Linked DNA regions of Pan troglodytes: region 1 is linked to region 2. The links are chromatin contacts, called in public HiChIP or PLAC-seq maps. All regions are on one chromosome and are shown on one strand. Each heading gives the region's core, a stretch centred on a gene start, on an enhancer-like site or on the middle of the called end of the contact. The rest is flanking DNA. Distances are from core to core; before and after follow the strand shown.

Region 1 (3,476 bases), core at 921-3,420, 220 kb before region 2:
CCTCAGGTGATCCACTCGCTTCAGCCTCCCAAAGTGCTAGGATTACAGGCGTGAGCCACCACGCCTGGCCCACTTTTTTTTTTTTTTTTTTGGGACAGGGTCTCACTCTGCTGCCCAGGCTGGAGTGCAGTGGCACAATCTCACATCACTGCAACCTCCGCCTCCCAGGTTCAAGCGATTCTCCTGCCTCAGCCTCCCAAGTAGCTGGGATTACAGGTGTGTTGCCACCACATCCGGCTAATTTTTGTATTTTTAGTAGAGACGGTTTCACCATGTTGGCCAGGCTGGTCTTGAACTTCTTACCTCAGGTGATCCACCCGCCTCGGCCTCCCAAAGTGCTGAGATTACAGGCATAAGCCACCATGCCCAGCCAAAAAAATCTGCACTTTTTTTTTTTTTTTTAGATGGACTCTTGCTCTATTGCCTAGGCTAGATTGCAATGGGGAGATCTCGGCTCACTGCAACCTCCGCCTTCTGGGTTCAAGCGATTCTCCTGCCTCAGCCTCTGGAGTAGCTGGGATTACAGGTATGTGCCAACACGCCTGGCTAATTTTTTCTTTTTTTTTGTATTTTTTTTAGTAGAGACGAGATTTCACAATGTTGGTCAGGCTGGTCTTGAACTCCTGACCTCAGGTGATCCACCTGCCTCAGTCTCCCCAAGTGCTGGGATTACAGGCATGTGCCACCGCGCCTGGCATGGAACCTGGTTTTATCTTGAAATGTTGCAAACGTTTATAAAGATACAGTATTTCTAAATTCACATCAACATCTTATGATAAGGGCTAGCTCCTACTTGTCATATGACTGCCCCGGTACAAGCGTTAGATGCAGCCTCCACAGCAGGGAGCAGATGACTTCCTTCTGGAGGCCCCTTTTTCTTTTTTCCCTTTTCTTTTTTTTTTTTTTGAGACGTTGTTTCGCTCTTGTTGCCCAGGCTGGAGGGCAATCGCCCGATCTCGGCTCACTGTAACTCGAGAATCAAGCGATTCTCCTGCCTCTCAGCCTCCGGAGTAGCTGGGATTACAGGCTTGCGCCACCATGCGTAATTTCCTCTTTAGTAGAGACGGGGTTCCTCCATGTTGGCCAGGCTGGTCTCGAATTACCGACTTCAAGTGATACACCTGCCTCGGCCTCCCAAAATGTTGAGATTACAGGCGTGAGCCACCGCACCCGGCCCTTTTTCTTTTTTTCTGTAGCCCAGGCTGGAGTGCTGTGACGTGATCACGGTTTACTGCAGCAGCGACCTTCTGGGCTCAAGCGATCTTCCTGCCTCAGCCTCCCGAGTAGCTGAGACCACAAGTGCTCACTGCCGCTCCCCTAATTTTTAACTTTTTTTTTTTTTTTTTTTTTTTTTGTAGCGATGCGGTTTCACTATGGTGTCCAGGCTGGTCTGCAACTCCCGGGCTCAAGCGATCCTCCCGCCCCGCCTCTCAAAGTGCTGGGAAGGTCCCTTCCAGGTTTAAGCAGCGATAATGGTTTTCAAGTTAAAAACAAAGGTAACCAAGGAAAAAGTTTTCTCTGAATACCGAGATAAATTAGGGAAATCGCCAGAGAATGTGGTGCTGAGGAAACACTACTGAATTACACCACACAGACCGGAGCGATGCTGGTCGAAAGGGCAACCGGACGGCTTAAAAGCGGGGCGGGGGAACGCTTAGAGCCCGTAGAGGGACACGGAGGCGCTGGGTGAAGAGTCAGGGATACGCAGGCTTCGAAACCCCCTCGGCCGCTCCACCCAGGGGGAAAGTCCAGCGAAAGGCGGCAGCAGATCTTAGGGAGCAACTCCCGGCGTCAGAGAGGCGGTACTGGCAGCCGGTAATGGAAGAATCCGGCACCAAAGCACTGGGCGCGGTGAGGCCGTGGGCGCAGAGTCCGAGAATCAACAGCTGTGGCTGGCCTCACCGCGCCCAGAGCGAAATTAAGGGCGCGCCCCCAGCAGCTGACTCAGTCGGCGTGGCGCTTCTCCCAACGTCTCCCGTGCCTCCGCCGCGGGAAGTAGTCCCCGGCCGCGCCGACTCCAAAGGAAACCGAGGGAGGGTGCCCCGAGTCAGCGCGTGGGTCCCGGCAGCGGCGATCGCGCAGCCAATCCCTGGGAAGGAGGGCGTGGCTATATCGGCCCCGTGGATCCCTCCGCCCGCGCTTGCTGTGCTGAGGCCGAGGGAGTCGCCATTTTGGATGGTGAACCCTGAAGTCGGTGTCTGCTGTGTTCACGGCAGGATTCGGTTAGGTGAGTGTGGCATCCTCGGCGTCAGAGGTCTCTGTCTTCCTCTTCTCTCTGCGCTCCTGATTTAGCGGTCTCTAGTTAGCGCTAGGGCCCGGGATTCAAACGACTTCGGAGGGGGCAGCTGAGGAGAAAGGGAAGGATAGTGGAAGTGGGGGTCAGACCGGAGGTCAGGCCCTCGAGGGCCCGCGGCGCAGGAGGCTGCCCAGGCCTGGGTGGGGGGCGTGGCAGGGCCGCGAGCGGGTCGGAGGCCGCTGGTCCTGGATCCTCGAAGCCGCTTAACTTTCCTCTAGTCTTCCTGCCCCGAGGTGTGTCTTCCCTGGGGCGGAAACGCCGCGGCCTCGGCGAGGGCTCCTCGGCGACACCCCTACCCCGTCTTTTCTGGCCCGGAGAGACTTCGGGAAGGTCAGAGCTTCCAGTGCCGCGAGAGGCGGATGCCCCCCAGTCCGGGCAGCTTCCACCGGGCGGGGTGGTCTCCTGGGCTTGTTCCTGGGTTGGGGGAACGGACTTGGGTCCACTTTGGCCTGAGAAAATTACAATTTCTTTCGCCGAAGTAAGGAGCGGCCTCTGCCCGCTTTCTCGGATCCCTGCGTGTGTAGTGAGAGGTCTTGGAAGGATCTTTGCGCCTCTCCTCTTTGTTTTTCTCGGTGCTCTTCTTCCGGGGTGCTGGAGGTGACCTCTTGGAACTCAACAGCATAAACTTTGAGGAGGGTCGGGACCCAGGAGCTGTAGGTTAATTACAAAAGACACTGTCTGTCGTAGTAAACTTAAAGTCTGGTCTTAGATCTTTAGGGGAAACTTGAATTTTAAAATTATGTGTAATATTTTAACTTTTTATTATGGAAAATTTCAAGCAGACAGGAGTATAATGAATTCTGTCATCCAGCTTCAAACACGATCAACTCATGCCTAATCTTGTTTTATCTATACCCCTCCTATGTCTGTGTTTTTCTAATTTAGTAATAGTTGAAATATATATGTATATATTTCCCTCTCCTTTCCCAGTAGAAGCCTTTTGGCTTTTGTACTTACAAGCCAATAGTTTGTGGGAAATTTGCTTCCTCAGAACTTCTGGGATAGGGGGACTTGGTAATAGTCATTAGAAGATAAAACTGGCCAGATGTGGTGGCTCACCCCTGTAATCCCAGTACTTGGGGAGGGCTAGGTGGGATGATCACTTGAGCTTAGGAGTTGGAGAACAGCGTGGGCGACATAGCAAAATCCCGTTCTCTACAAAAATAAAAACAGCCAGGCG
Region 2 (3,682 bases), core at 92-2,591:
GAAATAAGATTGTTCCAGCTATAGGTCATACTTTAAACAGGGACATTGATGGCCCAAAGGGACGTCATCAGATGTGAGCAGCAGAACAAATTACCAATGAAAGGGAAGGTCAAAGAGAAGACGGATCTGGCCCACTAGAATTCAAACAAACAGCAATTCCTCTGTGTTACTGATCGAAAGGAGAAAGTAAGGGGAGAACAAAGTTGTTAGTGGTGAGGCTAGGTGTGCAACTGGACCAATGTTGGAAGCAGGAGAGGAAAACTGAGACCACATCTAAGAAAATGTCCATAGTAAATGATACCCACAGAGAATTCCCAAAAGAAGAGGTACAAATGGACAGTAAATAAACTAAAAAGTTAAGCTTTACTAGTAAGCAAAGAAAAGCAAATTAAAAGATATGTTTACAAAGTCACTGAATTGGCAAAAATTAAACAAGATAGTGGTAGGGGCAGGCACAGGGAGTTCCTGCTGGAATGCAGACACAAAACCTTTCTGGAAAGAAAACTGACATACTCTTTGACCAATAACTCCACTGCTTTCCTCTCTCCCTCTCTTTTTCTGAGGCGGGGTTTCGCTATGTTGCCCAGGCTGGTCTCAACTCCCCAGGCTCAAGCAATCCTCCCGCCTCAGCCTCCCGAGTAGCTGGAACCTCAGGCGCGCGCCACAACTGCAGAAACACCAAAAAAGAAAAAAAGCTTGAACTCACTTTTGTACAGAACCTTACTACAATGTATTCCAGAAAAACAACTGGAAATCAGTGGTCATCTCTGCGTGTGAACGCATGGGTGATTTTTATTTACAGCCGGGCGCGCATCTCCATTTTCCAAAATATCCGATATACATATTTAAAGTCACCTGTGTTGCGCTGCTCCTGGCCCACAAGCGCTAAGGGACCCCAGCACTTACCTTACTCGTCCACGCCGCCTCTCTCCCTTTCACTTTGTGGCTGTCAGCAACCACTTCTCGGAAGAGCCCGGGCGCGGACAGCTCCTTTCATCAGCCACAAGCCGGACAGGACCCTAAGACCAAGTCACCCAGGGGCTGTTGCCTAGCAACCCTCGTGGCCCCGCTAGCGGGAAGGAAACCGAACAGAAAACGCACAAGCGCAGAAAAGAAACTCCTGGCCGTCGGTCGGCCCCCGCTCAACAACCCAATAAACGGAAGAGCTTCTAGTCACCGCCCACCTTGCTCGGCTCTGACCGGAAGCTAGGCGTCACCTCCGCCCGTATTAAAGATGGTCGACCTTTTTCCCCTCCTTTTCCTGCCCCCAGACTAGAGGCGGGATGTAGTCTCTTAGGCTAAGAGTGATTGGTCACAAGGAGACTCGGAAGTGTCTGATCAGAGCCCCAGAGGAGGCCTTGAGAGCCTGTTGGCGTACCGTTCCACACTTGGATCCAGGAATCGGCGTGTTCCAGGCTGCTCTCTATGGTAGCTTTGGGCGGATAGAGGGGGCGCGCAAGGTATTAAGGGACAATAATGGCCGCTTTCAAGGTGTGGATTTTGGCTCCTTGAGCCTGTCTGAGCGAGGGGTGGCAGCGCCGGCGCCCCAGAATCCGGGACAGAAGGGTCCCAAGAGTCGCGCTTGGTGAGGTGAGAGTCCCTTCTTCCTTCCTGGCCTGCCCTTCTGTAATCATGGCGGCTCCAGGCGGCGGATATTGGTCCCCTGCTCAGGTCCGGGCCCCAGTTTCGGGAGTTCCTCTGTCGTCCCTGTCACCCACCTTGCCTTACTCACCTCAGGGATGCTGCATCCGTCCTGGCCGCCTTGGCCTTCCTCCTTGCTCTGGTCAAATCCTGCTGCCTGGAGCGGCCTCGCTGAGATCCAGGGATGCTGCCTGGAGTGGCCTTGCTCCCTCTCCCAGGCCTCCGCTTTAACCCACCCCAGACTGTCACCGAGCCCGAGTAGGACTCCTTGTGTCTTCCTCTGCTCTCTCACAGTGTTATTTATACCAGGCAATCTGGTGGGCGATCTCTTCTACTAGAATGTCAGCTCCAGGTGGGCGGGGATTTTTGTCTTGTTCTCTGTTGCTATCGCCGAGAACAGCAATTGGCTCAGGGACACCCTCAGTGAATAATTGTTGAATGAATGAATCCAGGTTCTTTCTTCCCTGGCTTTCTCGTACGCCTTGTAGTTTCTTTGCCATTAATCCTTTTCAAGAATCTTGCTCTTTAGCTCCTTATTTGTTCGTCTCAGCAGCTAATGAAGTTCTCTCTGGCTGTCTCCTTGTCCTGTGTTGCTGGAATCTTCCCTTGCTGTCTCCAGAAATGTTTGGGTTCCTGTCCTCCTTTAATAAGTTTAAATTAATTCATTTTTTAATTTATCAAACGCTTATTTTGCTAGACATTGAGCTACAGCAGTCAACAACACATCCAGTGTTCTCTCAACTGCGTAGAATGGCAGTCCAGGGTACCTTTCCTAGTTTACACAACTATTGAGTAGAGCCTGTATATCTTTACCTTCTTGTGTGGATTTCCTCACATGCGCACAGATGTCACCAATATGCAGCTTTCTTTTTTTCTGTTCTGCCTGATGGCATTTTCAAAATGTAACTCTTGTTTCTGCATTAATATTATGTGTCCAGTCTGTTTGGCAATACTCTGTAGAGCTGTGCATTTAATTAGAGTTTGGTAAACAATTCTGGATTCTGGTGGCATCTCCTTTGCTTTGCTAACTTGTTGGAATGAGAGGAATTATCCAAGCATCCAGAACTGGTATATGTTGATGAGTGGCAGATGTGTAGTGAGAGGTAAAGAGGAGCTTGTTCCAACTTGAGTGCCAGAAGTCTTGTAGCCACTTAAATACTTCTCAGTAACACCTTTTCCTAACCTGGTGTTTCTCATAAATATTTTTGGTGAACATGGATTGTTATTAAACTGATTTTGGCTGCTGTGAGTAAATTGTTTTCTGTAAAACGCAGCTAGGCCAAGAAAAGCCACTAAAGTATGGAGAACATGGACGGTAGCCTTCTGCCCCATCTCTGTGCTGCTGTACCTGTTGTTTAAAGAGAGGAAGAGGTAGAACTCATGTAAAAAAAATGGGTGAGGGACCAACAGTATATAGGAGGATAGCGAATAATATAATGTAGCAGTTACATTTATGTTAACTGTTATGGTTACATAAAGAGCTACTCTTTATGGTTTCACATACACTTTTTGTTTGATTCTCACAATAGCTTCATGGATTAGATAAGGTAAAAATTTTTTCCATTTAATAGATACGAAATTATGGCTAAACAAAGATTAAGTTATTTGCTTACCATCATACAGGTAGAAAGTGTCAAGAGCCTGGTTTCTAACTGAGGTTTCTGATTCAAATTTAGTGGTGTTTTTCCTACATCCCTGTTACAGCTGCTGACATCAGGCTCTAGAAAGTGTCCCTTAGTGAGACCTTTTATTGCCTCTTGGATCTTTGTGGGGGCTGGGGAGGAATGTATGGGGTGTGTGTGTGTGTGTATCTATTTTGGTGTTTATTGGGGGTTGGAATAGGAGAATCTTTGGAGATTGGCAGTGACTTGATGGAAAGGTCTTGGAGAGAGGGAGCAAAAGTAGTCCTGGTCTTAAGGGGAGATGGGGAAGGTTAATCACCTACATATAACCATAACTGCATTTATTCTGGGATATAGTAGAGCTGAGCCTTCTCCAGTACCAAATGGTTTGCCTTCCTTCCAGAGAAATCCCAGATCCT

What was found. HiChIP or PLAC-seq counts read pairs in DNA pulled down with a chosen protein or histone mark.
Region 1: a contact with region 2 is called in an H3K4me3 HiChIP or PLAC-seq map of stem cell-derived excitatory neurons, with 3 times the contacts expected there. The contact joins the promoter of IST1 here to the promoter of DHX38 in region 2. A contact is called at or near these places in 1 of 7 Hi-C or Micro-C datasets (stem cell-derived neural progenitor cells) and 1 of 1 datasets of contacts at active chromatin or transcription factors (stem cell-derived excitatory neurons).

The regions. Positions count from the first base shown.
Region 1 is chr18:70,782,008-70,785,483 of NHGRI_mPanTro3-v2.0_pri, reverse strand. IST1 (IST1 factor associated with ESCRT-III) reads left to right here and starts at 2,170. Exons shown (of 10, transcript NM_001280382.1): 1 at 2,170-2,227.
Region 2 is chr18:70,558,769-70,562,450 of NHGRI_mPanTro3-v2.0_pri, reverse strand. DHX38 (DEAH-box helicase 38) reads left to right here and starts at 1,341. Exons shown (of 27, transcript XM_063797359.1): 1 at 1,341-1,590; 2 at 3,667-3,682. TXNL4B (thioredoxin like 4B) reads right to left here and starts at 1,194. Exons shown (of 6, transcript XR_008540062.2): 1 at 907-1,194.